2 separate regions of the Mus musculus genome follow, and region 2 is linked to region 1. Evidence: chromatin contacts called from public HiCAR-type data. All regions are on one chromosome and are shown on one strand. The core of a region is the stretch at or near the end of the contact, and the rest is flanking DNA. Distances in the headings are between cores, read along the strand shown. Region 1 has its middle 9.2 kb from the start of Rufy1. Region 2 overlaps Adamts2 (a disintegrin-like and metallopeptidase (reprolysin type) with thrombospondin type 1 motif, 2).

Region 1 (5,265 bases), core at 1,782-4,281:
CTAGTGTAATTGACATACTAGTGCTGACTGTGACCTCAAATATAAATGTAACTTCATAGTATTAGTGTCGCCAGGTAAACATTAAAATGTTATTACACTTCTCTGAGGTTAAAAAGCAACAGCCCAAGCGTAGGTCAAGGGTGTCACTCAGTGGTAGGGTACCTGCCTAGCAAGCGCAACAACCTGAGCTACTCTCCAGCACAACACACAGCATGTGAGCGAGTAAGGAAGTTTCTGAATAAAAAACAATATGGGTGTGTCCCTGGGAGCAGGAGGTGGGGGTTTCTCCTCTCAGAATCCTTACCAACCCCTCTGTCTTCCCCCTGCTTCCCATGGAGAGTAATCCTGGCTGTGCCTACAGCCACACCCCCACCTGCCCAAGGTACTGTCCATCTCCAGCATCCTCCCTCCAGCTCCATCAGCTTTCCACATTACTGGCCTTCTCTAGCATATTAAGATGCTGCTGCCCGCCCTGACTGAAGAGAACAAACAGAACACCCAGTCTTACCTCCTCTGCCAGTTGTTTGGCTTTACTAATCTCTCATTCCTCCCCACGTCCCACCATCTCACTTAAGCCTACGCCAAATAGGCTTCTGTTTGCTTGGTTTTGCATGCGGCTCTGGGAAATTATTTTAATCAAGATCTCAGGTTGTCTCTGCCTGCTGGTCCTCAGTCAGCTCGCTTCCCTAGTTTCCTCTTCTTTGTGTATGGGGTAGGGCGGGGTCCGGGGTCTCAGCAGCCAGCACGGGCTGGCCTCCACATCTCAGTCCTCCAGCCTCAGCCTCCTAAACCCTGGGATTGCAGCTGGATTCCTGCCCATTTTGGTGACTCCCTCCCTGGGTTCTGTGATATCTCCCTCCACCCCTCCTTTAACACACCTCTATTCCCCTATCCACTTTGCTGGCTCTACTTCTCCATGGTCTCCTTTCCCTCTCTGTCCACCTACTTTCCCTTGTTCTCTTGGCTCATCTGTATATCCTCTCCTGCTTTGCCAGTGAGTGGAAAGGCATCTGTGACTAGTCCTGGCCTAGGAGCTGTGAACAGAAGAGGCAGGTCATTTCCCGGCACTGCCTGGCACACGACTCTCCAGCTGCCTTTTCTCTGGCTACAGCTATTTGAAAAGATCTTCACATCGAGACGTGTGACCAAAAACCAAAGCAGCTGGATGGCTGAGTCACGCTATGAGAGACAGATGGGCTGGGAAGAAGCCCAGACCTGCAGCAGGCTTCACAGGAGCAAGAAACGAAGTGCGGTGCCAGGTGTGGTGGCGCACGCCTGAAATTCCACCACTTGGCAGGAGGATTGTAAGTTCCAGGTCAGCCTGGGCTAAGGAATAAGATCATCTCCAAAAAAAAAATTTTAAATCTAACCAGATTTGGGGGCTGTTTGTTACCAAGGCAGAGGCCCAAATCTGTCCTGACTTCATATAGTTATCTTGCCTCGGTTTGTACTTTAATACTGTCTGTACATTAATAACGTCCACATTTCTAGATCTTCCTAGAGTCTAGACCAGCGAGTGTTTCTCAGCCTTCCTAATGCTGTGACCCTTTAATACAGTTCTTCGTGTTGTGATAATCCCTGAACATAAAATAATTTTGTTGTTACTTTGTAACTGTAATTTTGCTACTGTTATGAATCATAATGTAAATAGCTGTGTTTTCCCATGATCTTAGGTGACCCCTGTAAAAGGGTCCCTCCACCCCAGCTTGAGTATCCCTGGTCTAGACTCAAGTAGCCAATCACCTAGTCAACACTCCAATAAAATGTTAGATAGCCCAAACTCAATAAATACAAAGTGGATTCTGTCTGTGTGTGCGTTGTATGTGTTTCTGACTCTGACTCTGTCTCTGTCTCTCTCTCCCTCCCTTTATATATTTGTATGTTTTGTGTGTGTGTGTGTGTGTGTGTGTGTGATGTGCACACGTTGCTATGGGTGTTTGCATGTGTAAGTGTGCACACTCACATGTATGCACATGTGCGGAGGCCAGACATTGACACCATATGTCTTTCTCACTCACTCTCTGCCTTATATTTCGAGACAAGGTCCCAGTGACCCTGACACTCAGGGATTGACTCAGCTGGCTGGCCAGTGCGTTCCAGGATTCTTGTTCTTCTGTCTTCTCCCTCCACATCCCACCAAATGCTGAGGTCACAGATGCTTACAGCAAATGCTGGTTTTTATGTTGCTGCTGGGGATCTGAACTCGGGCCCTCACTCCTGTATGGCAGCTGTCTTTATCAAATGAACTATCTTCCCCATCCCTGGTGGCTAACAACTGTCGATAACACCAGTTCCAGGGAATCTGAGCCCAACTTCCAGCCCCTGTGAATACCATGCATGTAAGTGATACACAGACACAAATGCCAGCATAATCCACATACACATAATATTAAATATATATGTACTATATTTAAAAAATAATGATTTTTTTAAAGCTGGGCATGGTGACTCAGTCCTGTAATCTCAGCAGTCGGGAAGCAGGCATGACAATTGCCACCAGCCTGAACTAAGAACTGAGTTCTAGGCCAGCCTGGAAATTGTGTCATTTGCACAACATGGAAGGAGAACTATTTGGGAGGATGAAGAGGAACATGGGATGGAGGAGAAGGGAAGAGAGAGGATGATGGAGGTTAGATATGCATATGTAAGAAAATGTCATAACGAGCCCTATTATTTTGTACCCCAACTGAAAATTCACTAGATAAAAGGCAGCCATCAGGCATATAGCACAGAGATGATGCACATATCATCTGAGGTTGAAGAGTGTGCCTGTGTGTGCCACATGCATGCAGTGCCTAAGGAAGACAGAAGGGGGCGTCAAATCCCCTGGAGCTGAAGTTAGAGGCGGTTGTGAGCTAGCCCACATGGGTTCCCGTAACTGAACTTTGGTCCTCTGCAGCAAATGCAGTTAGCAGCCACTGAGCCATCTCTCCGCCCCCACGTTTTACTTTTTTGTGTAATGAAATGTATCCATTGTTGCTCTTACTGCTTCTGGATTTTGAGTCATAGGAAACTAGACTTGTTTCCAGTGTGAGTCATTGTGTGAGCAAACATCTGAGGAGCTGCCCTCCTTCGAGTGTTACTTAATGACATGCACATGTGTAGATGAACATTTGCCCGGATAGCTGCGTCTCTGGGCTCACAATACTGAAAAATGTACTCACTCTATAACGTTTCCTTTAATTGTCAAGGAGACACACTAGGAAGGACATCTAGGTGAGCATTTGTCTGGATCCGGTTGGCCTCTGAACATGCCTGAGGGACACCTGTCTTGATTGCTTTAATTGAGATAGGAAGACCCAGGCTGAGAGTAAGCAGCACCATTCCCTTGGTTTGGGCATCGCTCTATCTGAGAGCAGGGAATGCTAGCTGAGCACTAACTACACAGACCTGTGTTCATTTTTTCTGTGCTCTAGATCACGGATGTGCTATAACCAGGCACTTCAAGCTCCTGTCACTGTGACCTCCCTGCAATGGTGGGCTGTAATCTGGAACTGTGAGCTAAAACAGTTCCTTACTTCTTTAAAATTGGCGGGGGGGGGGGGGCCTCCAGGGGTAAGGACGGAGGGGGGGGTTGTAAGGCTATTTTATCGTAGCAGCAAAAGTGAATCTAGGGCACTCACTTTCTATTCTCACTCTTTGCTGCCTCAGAAACTCTGAGGTCAGTCTTACCCCTAAACCGCCAGTTGTAAGGGAACTTCTCTTTATCTTGTGTGTGTGTGTGTGTGTGTGTGTGTGTGTGTGCATAAGTGGTAACTGTACATGTGACAACACGTGGGCACATGTGTGTGCAGGCATGTGCACCCACCATACATGTGCTTGTGAAGACCAAAGGTTGATGGCTGATGTTGAGTATTTATCTTAATTCCTCTCCCCCTTTCTCTTTTGAGACAAGGTCCCTTCACTAAGCTCGCCATTTTGGTTAGCCTGGCAGGCCAACAAGCTCCAAGGAGCTGCCCCTTTCCGGCCGCCCCACCCAGACTCTGGAACTGCTGCACGTGGAGCTGTACCAAGCTTTTTACATTGTGCTATGGGTCTGAACTCAGGGTTTTATAATCGTGTTTTCTAAATGTCTATTTTTTATTTTTTTAAAGGCTGTATTTTGATTTTTATGTGTATGAGTGTTTGCCTGCGTGTATGTATGTATGGTCACCACATGTGTGCCTGTGGAAACCAGAAGAGGGACACCATCAGATTTCATGGAACTGGAGTTACAGATGGGTGTGAATCACCCACCCTATGGGTTCTCAGAGCTGAACCTGGATTGTCTGCAAGAGCAGCCAGTGCTCTTAACCTCTGAGCCATCTCTCCAGCAAGTCTGGCCCCTCACCTTTTATCATCTAGTTCTCTGAGTTTCCTTTGCTGCTTCTGGGAGGGTTGTTTAAGGTGCTGTTCCAACGTGGCCATTTCTTCTTCAGCTCTCATTCATTCTCTCTTTCTCTCTCACATCTTTTATTTCCATTGTTATATTTTTGACACTTAACCTTTTACTTACTTTAAAATTATTTCTATGGGGCCTGAAGAGGTAGCTCTGCAATTCAAAGCAAGAGTATTTGCTGCTCTTTCAGAAGACGATCCTAAGTATAAAATAAAATAAAATAAAATATAGCTAACAGAGTCAAACCACACACACAGAGACACACACACAGCGGGCCATGCTGTGCTGTCTCAACACAGGCCCAAAGCAGCAAGATTAAGAGTCAGTGGACTAAAACCTTGTCAGTCAACAATAGCAGCCTAAAGTGGAAGGGAGAAAGCCCACAAGGCCTCAATCCTTCACAAAGGACTATGGGCAATGAAGGAATTCTGGGAGTGAGAGAAATACTCTTCCCCAGAGAAGAGACCATCCATTGGTTACCCAATACCAAATGATAATCCCTAAAAACATGTACACACATAACATTATACAGACTGAGCAGGAGGCATTTATGTATTTAGGACTATATGGGTAGACATAATCATATACACATATAGCAACAATTAATGAAAAAAGAGGCCATGACTTTGAAAGAGAGAAAGGAGGGACATATGGGAGGGGCTAGAAGAAGAAACAAGAAGGAGGAAATGACCTAATTATATTGTAATCTCAAAATAATTTTCCCAAGATAAACCTTTTCCTGTATTCAGTTGATTATTAAAATTATTGTGTCACTGTAGTACAAAGCTGACTAAAACAGAACTCAAAAACAAAACCTCCCCAATACCAGGTCTGGTGGCAAAAGCCTGTATTCTCAGTTCCCATGAGGGTGGCCCAGGAGACTAATC
Region 2 (5,265 bases), core at 1,950-4,449, 210 kb before region 1:
GTACTGCATGCATGCACCACCTTGGCCAGTCCAATAGACATGTTTTAAAGGAGAGAAATATTCATCTTGGCTCATGGTTTCAGAACTTTTAGTTCATGGCCAGCTTCCTACATATCTCTGGGCCTAAGATGAACCAGAGAAAGTCAAGAAGCTTCGCAGTTGCTCACCTCATGGACCAGGAAACAGACAGAGTTGGGAAGAAAGGCCCAGGCAACAAGTGTAACCTTCAGAGTTCTATCCAGTGGTCTCCTTTCTCCAGCTAGGCAACACCTTCTAAAACAGTGTCATTAGCTGAGGACAAAGCTGTCAGTATATGAGCCTAGTACATGGGCAAGGGGTAAAAGAGGATGAGTAGGGTAAATAATTCCCTATTCAAGCCATAATAAGAAGCTAGAGTCAGAGCTGAGACCCCAGGAAGGCAGCCAGCTAATGGACTTCCTCTGGCTCGCTCAGTCCCATAAAGCAGAGATGAACACTCTCCAGATGCTGAACCTTCAGCTACCTCCCACCAGAGTCCTTCTTCTCCATCCAACCACAAGCCTCATCCTAAGAGTCTGTGTTCCCTTTCTAAGAGACAGTAAAGTCCCCTTCCTTTCACATGCCCTTCTCTGCAAGCTGGCCTCCGCTGCTGTCCTTCCCCACATCTGATATCCACATCTTCTGTCTCTCTTCCCAAAGGGCACTGGGGACCTTCATATCCCCTTCTTTTGGCCTCTCTCTGAAGCCCACTCAGTTTCCATGGCATCAGAGACAGCCGGTTTCCTCATACTCCATTGACCCTACAACACAGACTGCGTGTTCCCTTCAAAAGCCCACTTAACATTTACAGAAGCTGAGCAAACACCAGCAAATGAAGCAATTTCAGAATTCTCCAAGTCTCAGAGCACCCAGGTGGCCTCTGTGCTCATAATTCAGGGTGTTTGGTCTGGACCAGGATATCCCTGCCAAGTCTCCATGGAGACTAACTCTTCCTTTCTTGCCAGAGCCTGGCAGCTGTGGAAGATGACTGAAGTCCTTTTGCTAGGGATCTGAATGCATGTCTCCCCTCTGAAGTCCATATGTAATGATATGAGGAATGTGGGCCTTTGAGAAATGATGAGGTGCTGAGAGTCCTGCTCCCATGAAGAGAGACCCAAGAGTTTGCATGTCCCATCTACTCTGTGAGAACAAAAGTGAGGAGATGTCACTATGAACTAGGAGGTGACTGAACCAGCTGATATCTCGATCTGGGACCAGCCTCCAAATCTGGGAGAGACGAGGCCCAGCTGTACAACAGTCCAGATGGGCCAAGACAACCTTGGAGCTCTGGATGCTGACTGGAAGATGCTGATTACTGAGAGGGATACAGAAAAAATACAGAACTAAGATAGAGTCTCAAAACATCTAGAAATATTTGATGGGGAGACTAAAGTGCCGGGAGAAACAGATTCTTGCAGGAAGTCTGTGCTAGCTGGGAGAGGAAACTCATTTACGGCAACAGTGAAATTGAATATAAAAGCTAACAAAGTCTGAACTCAACTTGCAAAGATATTGAAGATTCACAAGAAATTAGCATGACAGGTTAACACAATAAAACTTTACCACTTGGGAGTTTTGTAAACTGCCCCATAAACAGTTCTCAAATTAATAGAATCACAATCACAAGTACTTTTTAACATGCTGCTATTGAGAAGCCAACATATCAGCAAGTCTAGGTGATAACCAAAGCTGTCACCAGAAGCAAATTCATAGCCTCAATGCTTCATGATTGTAAAACAGAACAAAAATAATGGGAAATTCACATCAAGAACACAGGAAGAGACCAAAATATATCAAAAGTAACTAAGATGATAAAAGATAATAACAGGGCATCAATTATAAAATATTTATATCTGTCACTGGACAAGAGAGATGGCTCAGTGGCTAAAAGTGTTTGCCCCTCAATGATGCAAGCCTTGTGACCTGAATCTGATCCCTGAGACACATATAAATGTGAAAGTAGAAAAATGACTCTACTAAGCTCTCCTCTGACCACCACATGTGTCCTACCTCCCATATAATGATGACAATGATGATGGTGATGGTGGTGATGGTGATAATTTTATTTATATATGTCACAAGGTGGAAAATGATCACCAACATAGCCAGTAGTAGCTTTTCAGTTTCCAATGCTGATGAAACAGCCATAAACTTCCTGACTTAAAACAACACAAGTTGTTCAAGAGCACAAAAGTTCAAAATAAGTCTTCTTCAGCTACAGTAAAGCTTGAGGAAGGGTGGGAATGGACTGAGATGCTTCTGGAAGCCATAGGGAGTACTGATTTCCTTTTCTTTTGTAGCTTCTGGTGACCTCTTTCTTGTATTACTTGGCTCATAGCCTCTTTCTCCTTCTTCAAAGCTGACATCTTCCAGCCTCCCCTTGACTCTGACCTCCACTTTTAAGAACACCGAGCTCAGCAGGATAATCCAGGATAATCCCCTCTCTTAAAGTCAAATAATGAATGACTGTTACTTCATGGGCCATCCTCATTCCCCAACATGATCAAACAAAGCATATTTGAAGATTCCAGGGCCAAGGACCTGAGCATTCTCGTCGGGAGACTACTGTCTCTCACATTATCTACACCAAGTTGGCAGAATTCATTCTCCTTGTTTTTCTTCTCTGCTTTCCTGGGGTGAGTTTTCTTATAAGTATATTTTCTTATACTTAAAAGCAATTTTTATAAGTATTTTGTATGCTGAGCAAAAGCATGTTTAATTGTGGTCTGAGAGATTTTAAAGGGCACAGCATCCTTTCCAGGTACCTGTTGGATTGCTTTTGTCACCATCTTTTTCTATGGTCTTTTTTCCTTGCCCTCTTGTCCATGACCTGCCTGAGGACAGGACAGACCTCCTTCATGCCTGTGTCCCTAACACTGAGCACAGCGCTTTTGGCATAATAAGCTTTTGAAAATACTTCTCACTTAGGACAAACCCCTTTACAAAGGGGCCTTGGTTCTGGAAGAATGATGTGCACGCTCAAATATGCACTTTAAAGCTGAGATCCAAATCAACACAATGATATTATTTAAGCATCCTCATACATAAAACCTAATTCGGAAACAGTCTGGGAAATGCAAGCCAGCAGACAGATAAAGTGTTATTGCTCTGGCCCTGGAGAGAACCCTTCATCTGCACAGAGCCAGAAGAAGGATGTGAGAAGTGGAACCGGCCCCACAAGCCAGAGGCAGGAGCGCGTTCTGCATGGGCTGAGTGCCAGCTCTGAATAGGGGCCTCCCCAGGCTACAGACAGCAGCTGCCTCTGACCAGACCTCCCTGTTGGGCTTAGACTCAAGCCCATCACCCTGGCCAAGGAGGATAAACTTGTCCCTGCTACAAGAACATCACACTGAGATGTGGGTAGAAGCTCTGGGGGCCTTGCATGCTCCTTCCTTTCAGAAAGGAAAAGAAAGCAAAGGGCATTGCTCAGAGACCCAGTGGCTTTATCTTCTAGATTGCTTTGTTATTTTGTTTATTACATTTATTCATTCTCATGAGTCTGTCCTGAGGCTGGGGCCCTCATCTGCTGAGCCATTTTACCAGCCCAAGTTATTTTCACTTCTCACTACCCTGCAAAACATCTGACCAGAGCAACTTAAGGATGAAAGGGTCTGGCTTAGCTCACAGTCTGGGAGCTTACAGTCCACCACAATGGGTAAGGCATGGCGACAGGCACATGAAGCAGCTGGTCACAGTGTATCCGCAGCCAGGAAACTGAGAGAGGTCAGTTCTGATACTCAGCTCACCTTGGTGCCACTCACACTCGGGTTTACAGTTCTGTAGTAACACCCTCACAGATATGTCCTGAGGTAGGTTTTAAATCCAACAAATTGGCAGTCAATATTATCTACACACCATCCTTGAATCTCATGGGCTGAAGAAAAGAGTTAGACCCAACTGAGGCAGACACACATATACATACATACACACACATACACACACACACACACACACACACACACACAGAGAGAGAGAGAGAGAGAGAGAGAGAGGACACACACAGAGAGAGAGGACACAGAGAGAGGGAGAGAGAGAGAAAGAGAGAGAGAGAGAGAGAGAGAGAGAGAGAGAGAGAGAGAGAGAGAGACATCGTCATTTGTGGGAAATGATGTGGTATTTTTAAATACAAAGAGATTGTGAAAAGAGTCAACCCAGCGTCATGCCAGCTTACCATTCTTTTGAAATGATCTCCGCTATGTTACTCTGGTACTCTGAGGCAAAGTGGCCTTTCCCAGCCTGTTTTTTGCCTATAAAGGGGCACCAAGCACTCATATGTTACTCAATGAGACACATTCTGACAAATGTACCCTTAGGCAAGCATGCTATTATGCATCCCAGATGGCCACAACATCACTATGTGACAGAATCTTATGGGACCATTGTCATATATGTAATTTAACAGTGATTAAAATGTTCCTATATGGCTTACAACTCCGTGAGTGTGTGTCTCTCTGTGTGTGTATGCATGTGTGTATGTATACGTGTGTGTCTTCTTTATGAATTATACCACAAACTATTTCCAGTTAGTCGTAAAGGAAACCTCATATTAGCCAGCACCACAGATAAATTCTATTGTTTCTGGCTGTCTATTCTTGACTAGGCTTACCCGTGTTTTTTACTAGCATTTCAAAGCAGAAATGTCAAAGTGTCAGGTGCTTGGGAGCTGTGTTGTTTAGTGTAGTAGCGATGAGCAGGGGAGGCTATTGAGAGCACAACATGTGACTGATCTGAATTGAAAGATGCTCTGTGTATAAAATACACAGCAGGATTTCAAAGACTCAATACCAAAAGCAAAGAAAAAGAAAAGAGAAAAGAAGGAAAATGAGGCTGGAGAAAACGAGGTCTAGTGGTTAAGAGCACTGGCTGTTTCCCCAGCACCCACACGGAGGCTCACAACCCTCTGTAACTCAAGTTCCAGAGTATCCAATGCCCTTTTCTGGCCTCCAGGGACACCAGGCACTTACGTGGTGCACATGCATACATACAGGCAAGACACCCATCCACATAAAATACTTTTAAAAAGAAATATTTCACCCAGAGTTCTGAAGTGTTGCTACAGATTGAAATGATAATATTTGGGGATAAAACTAGGCAGGCTATGGCTGCTTTATGGAATTATTAAGGAATGAAGGATCAAATGAAGACAAGAGGAGGAATCGAGATTTTACAGATTGTGAAGCTCAGGCTCCAAGCCATTGATTGCATCACTCATCCGAGATCTGACACCTAAGGGTTGGGTGACCCAGT

The links. HiCAR-type assays count read pairs that join an accessible place to other places.
Region 2: a contact with region 1 is called in a HiCAR-type map of fibro-adipogenic progenitors, with 2.2 times the contacts expected there. The contact joins two enhancer-like sites. A contact is called at or near these places in 6 of 39 promoter capture datasets (the 3T3-L1 cell line, 3T3-L1-derived adipocytes, cranial neural crest and 3 more), 1 of 484 Hi-C or Micro-C datasets (uterus) and 6 of 115 datasets of contacts at active chromatin or transcription factors (embryonic basal ganglia, embryonic stem cells, fibro-adipogenic progenitors and 2 more).

Annotation. Positions count from the first base shown.
Region 1 is chr11:50,437,722-50,442,986 of GRCm38.p6, reverse strand. No RefSeq gene overlaps it. Among named protein-coding and RNA genes, the nearest start is that of Rufy1, 9.2 kb to the right of the region's middle. Within about 2 kb of position 3,031, at least 55 of the 459 cell types and tissues checked have an H3K27ac peak or open chromatin away from gene starts, as enhancers often do. A contact at or near this core is called in fibro-adipogenic progenitors, where this site is marked.
Region 2 is chr11:50,644,310-50,649,574 of GRCm38.p6, reverse strand. The region is part of intron 2 of Adamts2 (a disintegrin-like and metallopeptidase (reprolysin type) with thrombospondin type 1 motif, 2); the gene reads right to left. Among named protein-coding and RNA genes, the nearest start is that of Adamts2, 45 kb to the right of the region's middle. Within about 2 kb of position 3,199, at least 19 of the 459 cell types and tissues checked have an H3K27ac peak or open chromatin away from gene starts, as enhancers often do. A contact at or near this core is called in fibro-adipogenic progenitors, where this site is marked.